Linked DNA regions of Hordeum vulgare: region 2 is linked to region 1. The links are chromatin contacts, called in public Hi-C maps. All regions are on one chromosome and are shown on one strand. The core of a region is the stretch at or near the end of the contact, and the rest is flanking DNA. Distances in the headings are between cores, read along the strand shown.

Region 1 (3,746 bases), core at 228-2,727:
TGTACGAATTTCCTATCCCCCTGAATCATAGTATGTACTTACTTCCTTCGTTCCTAAATATAAGTATTTGTAGAGATTTCACTACATATTACATATGGATGTATATAGACATATTTTAGCGTATAGATTCATTCATTTTTCTCCGTATGTAGTCAGTAGTGAAATCCCTAAAAGACTTATATTTAGGAACGAATGGAGTAGATATTGGGAGTAGGTAGGGTGATACTAGTTCAATCGAACACATTAAGAACACACGTGTAAAGAACACAACGTGGCTGCTGTCGTGCGCTTGGAGCTCCGGGTGGTCGCTGCCGTCGGTGAGGTCCGCGCCCGCGCCCACCGTGCTCCTGGTAGCCGCATCGCCCGAATCCGCCGTGCCCTGTCGCGCCAAGCCTACAACCGCGCCCATCTGCACCCGTCGCCGACGCTAGTGAGTCGTCGCGCCCGCGCTCCCGCAGCTCGCCAAGTCCACTGCTGCGAGCTTCGCCAGGCCCTCGTCCTTGCCCGCCTCGCCTTTCTGCTCCGATCGCGCCCTAGCTACAACGACTCGCCCATGCCACGCCTGTGGTCGCAAGCACCCGCCCCTGCTGGTGCAGCGCCCGTGCGCGTTCGTCGGGGCCTGCCCTCGCCCGCCCGCCCGCCTTCGCCGCCCACATGCCCGCGACCTGCGCGCCTGCCTGACCACCACACCCTACCCTGCCCGCTCGCCCTCACTGGCTGCGTGCCCGCGCCCTGCTCCGCCTGCCCCGCCGCGCACCGGTCGCGCTTGCGCGCCCGCCTTGCCGCCGCGCCCTGCCCTCGCCCGCTCGCCCTTGTCGGCTGCGTGCCCGTGCCCTGCTCCGCCCGCCCCGTCGCATCCCACCCGTGCCTGCGCGCCCGCCTGGCCGCCGCGCCTGCTCGTACGCCGCCCACATCGCCTAGCCGCGCTCACCCGCCCCGACTCCCATTGCTGCTGCTCGTCGGCGCGCCGTCCCTGCTCGTCAACCTCGTCATGGTCGTGGGTGGAGCGCTGTGTGAAAAAGAGGAAAGAGAAGGATGGGTGAGTGGGCCCATCGGGTTTCAATGACAGGCGGGTGAGCTCTCACATGCAACGGACACAACTCGAACAAAAAGTGTCCAAAAAGCATACGTGCGTGTTCGTTCTTAAATTTGATCCGTAAATGGATTAAACGAACATGAAACGAACAAAAAATGAATATGCTCTTACGTGTTGAGTTCATGTCGTTTATATCCATTTTACGTCAAAGACATGTACACGGACAAGACGGGATCGCGGTGGAGTTGGAGTTAGCACCGACCCCGAAACGGCGAAAAGCCGAGGCGGTAAACCAAAAACCAACCGCTCCACGGCTCTTCCCATCCGACGGACTGGATCCCGCCGCTCGCCGCATGTCCTCTCCACCACGTCACCGATCCGCGCACTCCCCTCGCATTGGCTCTCCTCCTCTATATAATCCACCCCCCACCCACCGCTCCTGCCTACCAGCCGTATACCCACACCACACCCCCTCCGCACTTGCTCCCGTAGCTTCTCGCTTCCATTCCTCAACCGCGGAAACCCTCGGAGTACTGTAGACATGGCTGGGAGGGGCAAGGCTATCGGCTCCGGCGCCGCCAAGAAGGCTATCTCCAGGAGCTCCAAGGCCGGGCTCCAGTTTCCCGTCGGCAGGATCGCGCGGTTCCTCAAGGCCGGCAAGTACGCCGAGAGGGTTGGCGCCGGCGCTCCCGTCTACCTCGCCGCCGTGCTGGAGTATCTCGCCGCTGAGGTGCGTGGAATTCTATTACCCGATGCCTGATTTTGCTGCTTTGGGTGGTGAATTCGAGCGGTTGGTGTCTCGTCGATCGGTGGTTTGTCCGCCAAATTGGGGAAAATTTCTAGGGTTTCGGATGAGAATACTAGTACTATTTGTATCTGTCGCCTCTCACTTTTCTTTGTGCCTAGGCGGTTCTGCTCGCTAATTTCGCTTGAAGCTTTGTCGAATTTTAGAGTAACCGTTGCGACTCCCTTGTTTGTGCAGGTCCTGGAGTTGGCCGGGAACGCCGCGAGGGACAACAAGAAGACCCGCATCGTGCCGCGACATATCCAGCTTGCCGTCCGCAACGACGAGGAGCTCTCCCGCCTGCTCGGTATGGTCACAATCGCCAGCGGCGGTGTCATGCCCAACATCCACAACCTTCTGCTCCCCAAGAAGGCCGGAGGCAGCGCCAAGGCCGCGGCTGCCGATGACGATAGCTAGATGACGGCTCCTTCTCGGTGGTCGTGGGTGCTCGGCTGTATCTGTGTAGTAGCGTGTTCGGTCAGAAGGTTGTGGATGTTGTATCTGTGTAGTAGCGTCTGCAGTCAAGTGTTGCCTAGGTGTTGCGTTTTACTAGGAGTAGTACGTATTAGTTTCTGAATGAATCTGTGTGCTTGTACCGGTGCTAAACTAGGTGTGGACAATGGTTACATCCTCTGTAATTCGTTGCTACGTTCTATAGAAGTCGCATCTATGAATTGTTACATTCTCTGCACTTGTCAAATTCTACTACCGTGTTCTTGTCAAATTTCCACTGTCAATTCTTGCCTATTTTTTCATCTTAAATGTTCGACCAAGGATAGAAAACGATTGAAATGGTATGGGAGATAAACAATTATCAGTCCACATATAGCAGCCGCTGCACATTGTTTTGGGTGCCCTGACTATCCGGACGGTGAAGAAACGGTAGGTACAGATCGAGAAAAGGAAGCTAAGACAGCACAACAGCAGTACGAATACGAATCTGGTACCAGGTCTCACGCCACATTGCAAAAGGCAGACCAAGTCGCCCGAGGCCAGAGCATACTCACATGACGCGAACGCAGGATGTTTCGGTTAAAAGCATGACAATTTACAGCTTTGCTCTCTGCAAAAAGTTTTGTCAAGTGCAAGCAAAAGAATCCAATGTTTATGAGCCTGTGTGGTGCATCTGTCTTTCTACTACTGTACTTCTTCCTCTCCTTTCTGTGATGGTAGAAATGTACTCCTACAGCGGAAAAAACAGCAGGTAGTGTCACACTCAGTCAGCCAGCCTGCGGCTTCTTCCTCCCTGTTATGCCATGCCCTAACTAAGAGGTCGGTTTTCTTCACCGCCCGCTTCGACGTCCAATTTCAGCTTCCGTCTCACTTCCCCGTCTTGATCGTGAATATCGCCTTTGTTTGTTTGATAAGAGCCAAAGTGCAACAATTACCTGCCAAGGACGTTATGGAAGATGGCTGCCTTCCTTCAGCAATTTGATTCTGTTGCTGAACAAGTGACCAAAGCCAGAGTTTGGATTATCGTCAATTTTTCATCTCTTGCTTCTTTTTTGAGCTGCAATTGCCCATCTCTTCTTACTAATGTTTTCAAAGAGCAAACCTCCAAGCGCTGGAAGGAAAAGATAGGTAGAGTACCTTCGTTTAAGTTAACTTTCCTCATCAGAACTAGAGCTTGAACTATCTGCCCTCCGGTCTTGAATTGCCGGAAAAAGGTTACGCCGGGGATCTTGAAAAGACTTGGGTGTGTGGGAAGGCAGAGTAACTTCAGTCTTCGTTTTCTTTGGAGCCACTTTTGATGCTTCTTTCACCTCCTTGCACACCTTGTCAAGCATTGCGAGGAAGTCTCGCACTACGACAAATAACCGAAGACCCTCATCCTTCCCTGTACTCCCATGGAAATAATCGACAGTGCTTTTTACCATGGACCGTGTTTTCTTCTCTTCCTCTAGCAAGAAAGCAACATCAGTTTTA
Region 2 (3,233 bases), core at 642-3,141, 600 kb before region 1:
TTTTTTTTATAAAAGTGTGAAAACAAGAATTTTTTTAAAAAAATTCGAAAATTTATAAAAAATAACATTTTTTGAAATATGTAAACAATTTTTGAAGCGGGGACATTTTTTCAACTTATGTACACTTTTTGAAACACGGACACTTTTTGAACTGATGTACACTTTCTGAAAAGGCAAACATTTTTTAGAAAAAAAGGAAAATTCTAAAGATCCCAAAAAAAATTAAAGTCATGAACATTTTTAGAATCGGTGAAAAAAATTGGAACAAGTTCTCAATTTGTGAACAAAATTTTAAAAGAGACATTTTTCGTATAACATTAACATTTTTTATAAAAATGTGAAACACGGACATTTTCTGAAAATTGTGACAAATTTATGAAAAAATAACATTTTTTAAAATTTGTAAACAATTTCTAAAGCGGAAACATTTTTTCAACTTATGTATACTTTTTGAGACATGAACATTTTTTAAACTTACATACATTTTTTGAAAAATGTAAATATATTACAGAAAATGAAGAACATTTTTCTAAATTACTGAACATTTTCAAAATTTGAGAACAAAATTTGAAAAACTTTTCAATTGGCAAACAAAATTTTAAAAAAGAGAAACATTTTACTTAAAACAGGAACTTTTTTAAAAATGTGTGAAAACAAAAACATTTCTTAAACCAATTTTTATGTAAAAAAAACATTTTTGAAAAATAATAAATCATTTTTCAAGCAGGATCATTTTTCAACTTATTTACACTTTTTGAAACACGGGCATTTTTTGAATTGAAATATAGTTTTTGAAAAGGGAAACATTTTTTAGAAAAAGAAGAACAATTGTTATAATTCCCAAACATTTTCAAATCATGAACATTTTCAGAATTAGTGAACAAAACTGGAACCAGTTTTTTAGTTTCTGAATAAATTTGAAAAAAAGACTTTTTCATATAGCACTAATATTGTTTATGAAAAAAGTGGAAACAAGAATATTTTTTGAAAATTTTAACCAATTTGTGGAAAAAGGAACATTTTTGTAAATTAGTAATGAAATTTTGAAGTGGGAACAATTATAAAACTTATGTACACTTTTTGAAACACAAACATTTTTGAACTTACGTACAGTTTTTGAAAAGGAAAACATATTTAGAAAATGAAAAACATTTTTTAAATTTGTCGAACATTTTTAGAATTCGTGAATAAACTTGAAAATGTTATCAATTTGTGAACAAAAATTATGAAAGAGAAACATTTTTCGTAGAACAGCATCATTTTTTATAAAAACTTGAAAGCAAGAACATTTTTTGAAAACTCTGACCAATTTATGAAAGAAAACATTTTTGAAAATACCTGCAGTTTTTTTAATACAAGAACAATTTTTGAAAGACGAACATTTTTGAAAAATAAACACATTTTGAAAAAAGACAACTTGTTGTGAATTAAAGCAATGAAAAAAATGGAAAGAAACATTAATATTTTCGAAAAAAGGATCATATTTCCAAAATTGCGGATATTTTTTGAAAATGTCAAACATATTTGTAAAATCCCGAACATTTTTTGAAGTTATGAATGTGTTTGATAAACGTCATTTCTTTGAAATTTAGAACATTTTTATAAAAGCAACAATATTTTATGAATTTTAAAAAAAATAGAATATGAACTTAGTTTTATAAAATAAACATAGACAAAAGAAAAAAATGAAACAGAAAGAGAAAAACGAAAAAAGAAAAAATGAAAGAAACGAAACAGAAAAAGGACAAAAAAAGCAAAAAAACAAAACTGCCCGCAGACGGAGATAGGCCGGCCCTGTTGATGTCACCCCTTTCCGTTTGATTAGAGGTCCCCGTGCTGCTGTTGACAAAAGAGCGGGAAATAGGGTTTACTGATTAGAGGTCCCCGTGCTGCTGTTTCTGCGTGTCCAGCTATCCTGCATGGGAGTTCCTATTTGATGCCGCAGGTGTCGGTTAAAGTGCATTTTTCTTAATCGGCGCCTGCAGCGTTTGGTCATGGGCCGGCCCATCAGTGACGAGGGAGGTTTCGGTATTGTGAAGGTTCCGGAAGCTTTTTGATGGATTTTTTCATTTTTGTGTTTTTATGACTGGTTTTTCTTTGTTTTATATATTTTTCTTTTCTTCTTTTCTTTACTATTTCTTTTCTTTTTTATTTTCATATTAGTTTTTATCTATTTTTTCAAATTTTCTTTAAAAAGCGCACCCATTTTTTATTTTACTTTTTTTCAAACGAACATATATTTTTCCAAATTAGTGAACCCTTTTTAGAACTATATAATTTTCTTATTAAAATCCTATGAACTTTTTTGAATATCGATAACCTTTTTTCAAAGTGTGATGAACTTTTCTAAAAAAACTGATGAGATTTTTCGAAATTAATGAATTTGTTCCAAATTTGATGAACTTTTCTTCTTCAAAGTAGATGAACTTTTTTCGAAATTAATGAATTTATTTCGAAATTAATGATTTTTTTTCGAAATTCTATGAAATATTTTTAAATTTGTGAACCTTTTTCAGAATCAATGATTGTTTTCCAAATTTGATGACCTTTTTCGAATTCTATGAGCATTTTTTGAATATCATGAATTTTTTCCACAAATCGACGACCTTTTTTCGAATGTGATAAACTTTTTTTGAAATCAATGATTTTTTTTTCAAATTTGAGATGAACATTTTTTCAATCGGTGAACTTTTTCGCATTTGATAAATATTTTTTAAAATCTATAAATTTTTGTTCAAGTGTTGGTTGAACTTTTATTAAATCGATGAAATTTTTCTGAAATTATTGAATTTTTTCAAATCAATGAATTTTTAATGAAATTTGGGATGAACTTATTTTAAATCGATGATTTTTTCCAAAATAAATAAACTTTTTTTAAATTCAGGAATTTTTTCAATTCGTGAACTTTTTTAAGAAATAGATGAAGTTTTTTCGAATTTGATGAACTTTTTTCAAATCAATGTTTTTTGAAATTCGAATGATCTTTTTTTCAATCTATGTACTTTTTTTGAATTTAATGTATTTTTAAGAAAATAATGAAATTTTGTTCATGTTTTGGGTGTACTTTTTTTAAATTGGTGATTTTTTTTGAAATAAATGAACTTTTTTTTTGAATCAACGAATTTTTATTCAAATTTGGTATGAACTTCTTTTAAATCGATGAACTTTTTAGAATTAATTAACTTTTCTGAAATTCAGGATTTTTTTTTAAATTTTGAACTTTTTTAGAAAAT

What was found. Hi-C and Micro-C count contacts between places; a contact is called where the count stands out from the background.
Region 2: a contact with region 1 is called in a Hi-C map of leaf, with 5 times the contacts expected there. The contact joins the enhancer-like site here to the promoter of LOC123425798 in region 1. A contact is called at or near these places in 2 of 6 Hi-C or Micro-C datasets (leaf and seedling) and 1 of 1 datasets of contacts at active chromatin or transcription factors (embryo).

Annotation. Positions count from the first base shown.
Region 1 is chr2H:192,865,371-192,869,116 of MorexV3_pseudomolecules_assembly, reverse strand. It overlaps LOC123425798 (probable histone H2A.2), which reads left to right and starts at 1,477. Exons shown (of 2, transcript XM_045109537.1): 1 at 1,477-1,766; 2 at 2,019-2,500. The coding sequence starts at 1,578. The coding sequence ends at 2,237. LOC123425797 (formin-like protein 11) reads right to left here. Exons shown (of 7, transcript XM_045109535.1): 6 at 3,411-3,746; 7 at 2,829-3,330. The coding sequence ends at 3,422.
Region 2 is chr2H:193,462,484-193,465,716 of MorexV3_pseudomolecules_assembly, reverse strand. No RefSeq gene overlaps it. Among protein-coding and RNA genes, the nearest start is that of LOC123425801, 32 kb to the left of the region's middle. Within about 2 kb of position 1,891, at least 3 of the 3 cell types and tissues checked have open chromatin away from gene starts, as enhancers often do. A contact at or near this core is called in leaf and seedling, where this site is marked.